Regions from separate parts of the Arachis hypogaea genome. Here region 2 is linked to region 1. The links are chromatin contacts, called in public Hi-C maps. All regions are on one chromosome and are shown on one strand. Each heading gives the region's core, a stretch centred on a gene start, on an enhancer-like site or on the middle of the called end of the contact. The rest is flanking DNA. Distances are from core to core; before and after follow the strand shown.

What was found. Hi-C and Micro-C count contacts between places; a contact is called where the count stands out from the background.
Region 2: a Hi-C map of leaf shows a contact between it and region 1, with 2.9 times the contacts expected there. The contact joins the promoter of LOC140176896 here to the enhancer-like site in region 1. A contact is called at or near these places in 4 of 8 Hi-C or Micro-C datasets (leaf and an unstated tissue).

What each region holds. Positions count from the first base shown.
Region 1 is chr12:115,371,889-115,375,586 of arahy.Tifrunner.gnm2.J5K5, reverse strand. No RefSeq gene overlaps it. Among protein-coding and RNA genes, the nearest start is that of LOC114924879, 13 kb to the right of the region's middle. Within about 2 kb of position 1,551, at least 3 of the 3 cell types and tissues checked have open chromatin away from gene starts, as enhancers often do.
Region 2 is chr12:115,410,459-115,414,156 of arahy.Tifrunner.gnm2.J5K5, reverse strand. LOC140176896 reads left to right here and starts at 1,838. Exons shown (of 1, transcript XM_072208455.1): 1 at 1,838-2,245. The coding sequence starts at 1,838. The coding sequence ends at 2,245. It overlaps LOC112728508 (a long non-coding RNA gene), which reads right to left. Exons shown (of 2, transcript XR_003166271.2): 1 at 3,119-3,698; 2 at 2,431-2,647.

The DNA.
Region 1 (3,698 bases), core at 302-2,801:
CATTCTAAATCTTTTCCTCTTTTTAAGCTCATCACCTTCCATCCACTTTGGTTAGGATTCTGTCACCCATTTCATTTCATGTTAAACTCTTTCTCACTCTTTTTATAGTGGGCATCTTTAATTATGATAATATTTTCTCCTTCTAATAGATATACATATGTATGTTATTAATTAAATTCTTTATTGTTATTTATTAAGATGCATGATAACTATGCAGTCTATGCTAATTACGTATGGTTTGACTTAAAAGCTTGTTTTGGGACCATTTTTGTATTCATTTTTGTTCTCTTTTTTTGTGTTTACGTTATCTTTCAATTTGATAGGCCAAAAATTAATTTATCACGCAGATCTCAGCTTAATTTAAAAGTTTGCTACTAGCCAATAAATTATTACTGCATATATAAGACAGAATTCAAATTTCTAACACTACTTAAGCAGACAAATGAATTTATTACTAAATCAACTCAAGTTAGTTATCTTTGCTTTCTTTATTATTCGTGCATGAATCCAATAATTAAGAACTTCCAAAGACATAAAATGTCTCAAAAGAGATTCTAATAGAAAACGGCTCAACAACAATCCAACTTGGCCTGGTTCAAAGGGCGAAGCGAGTCACCTACACACATTTGATCCATATTGAGTCCTTTAAACTCGATCTTCAATTGCACCGCAAGACTTAGTTTAGTGACAACTATGTTTACTTTGCTAAAAAGTACATCGAATTCAAATTCTAGTTATGTCTAAAAAGTTGATACATAAAACTCATTTAAAAAAAAATTGCGTGTATAAGAGTACTTGACCATCTTATATTTTATTGCAAGATTTTAACAAAAATTATACAATTATAAATAAAGATTTTTTAATTACCAAAAAATATATAGTTATCATCATAACATATAATAATAATAACAATTATATAATTATTATAAAAGTATAAGTTAAATAAAACATATAATAATTATTATGTTATTATTATTAAAAAATTGTCACTAAAAATAATTTTTGTTACAGTATACCATATTAAATCGCCCAGATAGTAAAAGAGAGTAACCGCCATACGACTTGCAGCAGATAGAGCCCTCTACTATAAACATCATACGAACTCATGTAATTTGGATCCTTTTTTCTTTTTAACTACAGTCTACTAAAATACATGTTGACTTTAACATTGGAGTCATTTATAAATATCTCTCAACCGCCATTTCAAGAGTTCAAGAAAAAGAAAGTAAATTCTTAAAAAGGAACCTTATAAAAATTTGAGCTCTGCAATAATAATAACTAGCTTTTAAAGTGAAGGTCCCCTAGAACCTTTTAGTTCATTACATAAACCGGATAGCCCCTCTCCATTTGCCTTACTGTTGGGAAAGGATAGATAAATATATTTTTTTTTGGGTATTAGAAGGTGCATAAAGCCCAGAAGAAATACAAAGATATCCTAACTAAACACATCCTTAGTGTAATTTTTATTTTTTTATGATCATCCTTAGTGTAATTTATTTTGGTATTTTGGGTCTAAGATGCCCATTAGTTTTTGGACATGAGATTTTGGAACTTTCAAATGTGTATAGAAATGCCTACGGCTCAAAGTTGTGAGGCCCAAAGTTGTAACGGTATTTGGGTCCCTTGGAAAAAATGATAAGTGGATAAATAAGTTGGGCTTATTCTTTGATGAAGTTATCATTTGTAATCCATCACACCGAAAGAAAAAAAAAAAACTCCACAACTCTCTGTTATTTAGTTTATTTATTTTAATATAATTAAATATGGTGTGGAATCTTTTAGTATTTTTAATTGACTGTATATATGAGTTTGTTAAAATAATCATTATAATAGTATAATTGTTTTTCATCAAAACCTTATTAAATTTGCTAGATTGTTTTTATATTTATTTTTTAATAAAAATGGATATGAAAACAATTACTTAGGTATTTTTTTTAAATTTGTCAAATTCTTTTAAAAATTATAATTCTAATTTTTATATGAATAAAACTTAATTATATAATGAGAGTTTATGCTTAACATTTTTATATGATTAAAACTTAAGTAGGAAGGAAAATATAGACCTTAATAGCATTAGTAAGTTAATTGTTTGTCTTGGAGTCAACCTTTTACACAGGGGGATGGTCAACCTTTTTTGGGTTGTTAACAACTTATTAGTCAATCTTTAATATACCGATGATATTAAGTAACTAGTTTTACTAGAAGGAATTAAAGAATGAAACTATGACTTTGTGAATTGCAAATCTATTTTTTTGTGGTGCAGCGGATTTTATTTTAATTTTTTCGTGTGTCCTAGTTATCATGAAAATTGACTTTTATTTGGTGGACGTCGTTGTGTGACTTCAAAGTTCAAAGTATTTGAAGGAATTGTTTTTATTTTATTTTCTTTCGATCAATAGTTCGATACAATAACTTTAAACATTCTGAAATTAAATAACATTATTGCAGCAAAGCCTATACTTATTCTTGTTTATATACTATTAGATTAATAAGCACCAAATGATTATCAAGGAAATAAGTTCAATATCCATACCAAAACTCAATTCTTATATATTTGTATATAAATATATATATATATATATATATTAATAAAAAATTATTTCATTAGCCAAAATCAGTGATATTAGTGGTAGAAGAACATTGTTACTAAAAAAAATATTCTTTTAATATTTTTTTTGAAATTACACAATATACATTCACTCACACATTATTATTACTACAGATTCTATTTTTCTCACAAATAACTCGAATATATATGCAACTCCTAGTGAGAATTTCAAAGTCTCAATTGCTTATCTTAACTTAAAAAGAAATAATAAAATAGATATTCAATAATTGTTTATCAATTTAATAAGTCGCCTCAATAAATATTTTATTTTATTATTTTTACCAAAAATAATAAAATAAACTAAAATTATTTTTTTTTCTTTTACATATATTAAATGAATAGATTTTATTTACATAGTGAGAAAGTCAATTATAGTAACTAATTTGTCGATGTATGCTTTTTTTTTAGATAAACTCGACCCAAAATTAGGAGAGATGATTATTTAATTTGTGAATTATCTTCTTTAACAATGTCATCAAGAATAAATACAAATTAAATAAAATACATATTACACTAAAATAATTTAAAAAACAAATAACCAAAATATAAACAGACCTTTAAACAAATAAACGATAAATAAAATTATATGACAAAATACGAATAAGTCTTTTTAGCAATTTAAATATTATGTTTGTCTTATTTTAATTTTTTCTTAAATAATTTTACCATACTAATCACTTATATCATTCTAATTTTACATACTCACCTCATTCATTCCATCTTCATTATCATGCACTTATATTTGTAAGATCTACTTCATTCAATAATTATTGTTTGTTTATAATCACACACTTCTATTTTTTTTCTTATCTTAAAATTACTAATATTCTTATACTAAGATCCTAATATTTTGCACTAAATATTTTATTTTATAAATTTTATTTCTTAAATTCTATTACTCTCAAGACGTATTTTTTTTTTTTCATTTAGCTACTTTACTAAATTAGACCAATTTTTTTTGTCATTTACAAAAAAAATATATTTATAAGTTAATTTTTATTATATTTTAAAATCATATTTAGTGATTGTTTTGTTAATAATATAATTCAATCTTTGGAGTATCGACACCAAACTAAATATGTGGCAATTA
Region 2 (3,698 bases), core at 589-3,088, 38 kb before region 1:
TCTCAAGCTCAAGACCATACTATTTCCCTAGAACCTAACTCAGCACCAGTCAAGGTGAAACTGTATCGATATCCACATAGCTAGAAATAAAAAATCGAGAGAATTGTGAATGAAATGTTAAAAAAATGCATTATACATCCGAGCACTAGCCCGTTTTCTTCTCCAGTATTATTGGTGAAGAAAAAAGATGGCTCTTGGCGGTTTTGTACGGACTATTGGGCCTTGAATGCTGTCATGGTCAAATATTCTTTCCCAATGCCCATAATGGATGAGCTATTAGATGAACTTTTTGGCGTGCAATACTTTTTTAAGTTGGACTTAAGGTTTGATTATCACCAAATTCATATGAAACCTGAGGATTGCTTCAAGACAGTGTTTCGCACACATCAAGGTTTATACGAATGGTTGATGATGCCATTCAGGTTGACAAACGCCCTCGTTATTTTCTTGAGTTTGATGATCTCAATTTTTGTGGATGTATTAAGAAAGTTTGTTTTAGTATTCTTTGATGATATCCTAATTTATAGACCTAATTGACATTCTCATTTAACTCATTTGATGCATGTGTTGAATATTTTTAGGGACAATGCCTTATGCTAAATTATCAAAGTGCTCTTTTGGACAAACAAGAGTTGATTACTTAGGTCATGTGGTATCCAGAGAGGGAGTTAGCGTGGATGAATCCAAGATTTAAGCTATTAAACAATGGCCTATTCCTACTTCTCTCAAGCCACTCCACGCATTTTTGGGGTTGGCCAGCTATTACTGAAAGTTTATCAAGCACTTTGCCTTCTTGGCTGCACCTTTGACCGACCTCCTTAAAAAGGAGAATTTTATTTGGTTAGAACAAACCATGGCAGCTTTTAGTCAACTAAAAACTGTCTTGACACATTCTCCTATTTTAGCTTTGTTGGACTTCTCTAAACCTTTTATCCTAGAGACGGATGCGTCGGGAATGGAGACTGGTGTCATCCTTAACCTGCAGGGTCACCCTATTACTTACTTTTCTAACTAGGGAGATGCAAGCCATCCTCGCTGCTAATCACCAAATTTCATCACTATTTACTTGGACATAAATTTCTTATCTAAACAGACCATAAGAGCCTCAAGGAATTGCAAGGTCAGACCATTCAAACCTCAGAACAGCAGACATAGTTAGCAAAATTGTTGGACTATGACTTCTCCATTGAGTATAAGAGAGGGTATGATAATAAAGGTGCAGATGGGTTATCCCGGGCCTTCATAGAACTCACTTCGGTGACAAGCAGCCTGCTGCAATTTCTTCAGCAGGAGTTTCAAACATTTCAGGTTGAAACTGAGTTCAGAAGCTGAACAGAATTCGGGTAGACTTCAAATGCATCACGGCTTATGGTACTGAGATGATAGGCTTGTTATACCAGCTGCTTCACCTTTGATTCTACACTTGCTTCATGAGAGTCACGATTCCATTATTGGGGGACATAGGGGTTATCAAAAGACACTTGCTCGCCTGACTGCCCAATTTTTTTGGAAGCATATGGCTAAACGCATTAAGGAATATGTCAATGTTTGCTCTATTTGTCAGTAGGCAAAAAATAGTACTCAACCCCTAGTCAGACTATTGGAGCCATTGCTAATCCCAACTCATATTTGGCATGATATGTTGATGGATTTTATCATTAATCTTCCTTTATCTCACGGCTGCTCCGTTATCTTGGTGGTTGCTGATGTCTAAATTTTTGCACTTTATTCCTCTTTCTTGGATTTTACGGCCCTAAAAGTAGTTGTAGCTTTTGTGTGAGAGATAGTGAACATTTCACGAGCAAATTTGGGAATAGTACACTGAAAATCAGGAATTATGCTGGCCAGGAGTTCTGCATACCATCTAGAGTCTGACGGACAAATGGAGGTCCTTAAGTGCTGCTTGGAAATGTACTTACTCTGTTACACGCAGGAGAACCCGAAAGACTGGTTTAAGTTGCTACCATGGGCTGTGTATAGTTATAATATCTCATACCACTATGCTATTGGCATGTCCCCGTTCAAGGTGGTCTTCGACCGAGACCCTCCAACCCTTCTCAAGTACGATACCAAGTCTGTTGACACACCGGCGCTACAGGAACAACTATTGCAGTGCGATATAGTACTGGAATCTCTCAAAAAGAATTTAGAGAAGGCACAATTGCGAATGAAAATCCAGGCAAATCGGAAGGCGGAAGATCAGAGTTCGAGTTCAATGTGGGTGATTTTGTGTATGTTAAGCTAAAGCCGTACCGCCAGCACTGTGTGGCATTGCAGAAGAATAAAAAAATTATCTATGAGGTATTTCGAACCGTTCAAAATCATGGCATGTATTGAAAATGTGGCTTATAAGTTGGAATTGCCCACCACAGCTAGGATCCACTTTGATTTTCACATTTCTTTACTCAAGAAATATACTGACAATCCAAATCCTCCTAACATTCTCACCCCATTTTTATTAGATGATCAAGGGTACAAACCTCAACCCCATTTGATACTGGGGCACCGAATTGTCAAGTGACTTGATACATGAAGAAACTAGCTTACAATATTTGAATTCAAATTATCAAAAACAGACCAAGATACTTGAAGAAATTAAAGGAACTTCCGCCAAAATTTGTTCAACGTAACCTTGAATGCGAGGATTCTAGAAGAAGCAAATTGTGCAACATCAGATTATCCAGAACCAAAATCATCAATAGGCAAACTATATCTAACAATTCAAGCCAAATTAGAATAAGATCTTCAACCAATAAACGATAATTCAACATATCCAGAAGCAAAATATTCAATACTTACAATTCTACAATTTCATATTTCAGGTTTAGATTATGAGGATGCAGAATCAGAGAATGCTGCTGCAGAATGTGTCCAAAATTCAAACTAAAAGCAAAATACATCACAGTAGAAGAAGGAGAATCATCATATTTTAATTTTGAATTTTAATCGCATCAGCAACAAGAAGAATCAACAAATCTTACAAATCAATCACAATTTCAAATCTAGAAAATTCATTTAAAATTTGAAGGTCCAGTTCTAGTATCATCAATCACAATTTAGGATAAGATAACACAAGCAATTCAACGAATAGAAGATTCAAAGGCAGATTTGAAATTACCTAGCGTGATTGGGATTGACGGTGTCGAGATTGATGTACGAACAGTGGATGGCACCACTCTGAACAACGGTGATGGGATCAAAAGCGGCATCATTGCAATGGAGAAGGTGCAGTTCACGTATCCAGAAATAGCAGAGGTGAGGCTACCGCAACCACCACCAAACCCACCGCATCATTCCAATAACGCTTCAATGCGTTGAACAGAGGCGGCGGCGGCGATGAAGAAACACCAGCAGAGCTGATCCTCGGTAACGGCACCGAGGACGACACCTCTATGAAGGGAGAGCAAATGCTCGCGACTCCCTGAGTTGACGGAGTGGCAGCAGCGACTGGTACCGAAGATCCTTGAAGATGTGGCGAAAGGTTTCGGTGCGTTTTTTCGATCTTGGCAATGCCATCTCCTCTCCTTGCGGCGGTCTTCCCCTGGGATCGCGAAGAGGAGGCTCGAACGACGAAGAAGTAGGTGAAGTGGCGGGTTCCGAGATTGGGATGGTCGAAAGAAACAACAATTGACACACGTCGTGAAAGGGTGGCTACGGTTGGACGCAGTGGTATCTTCGAGGCAGAGAAACAACAACGT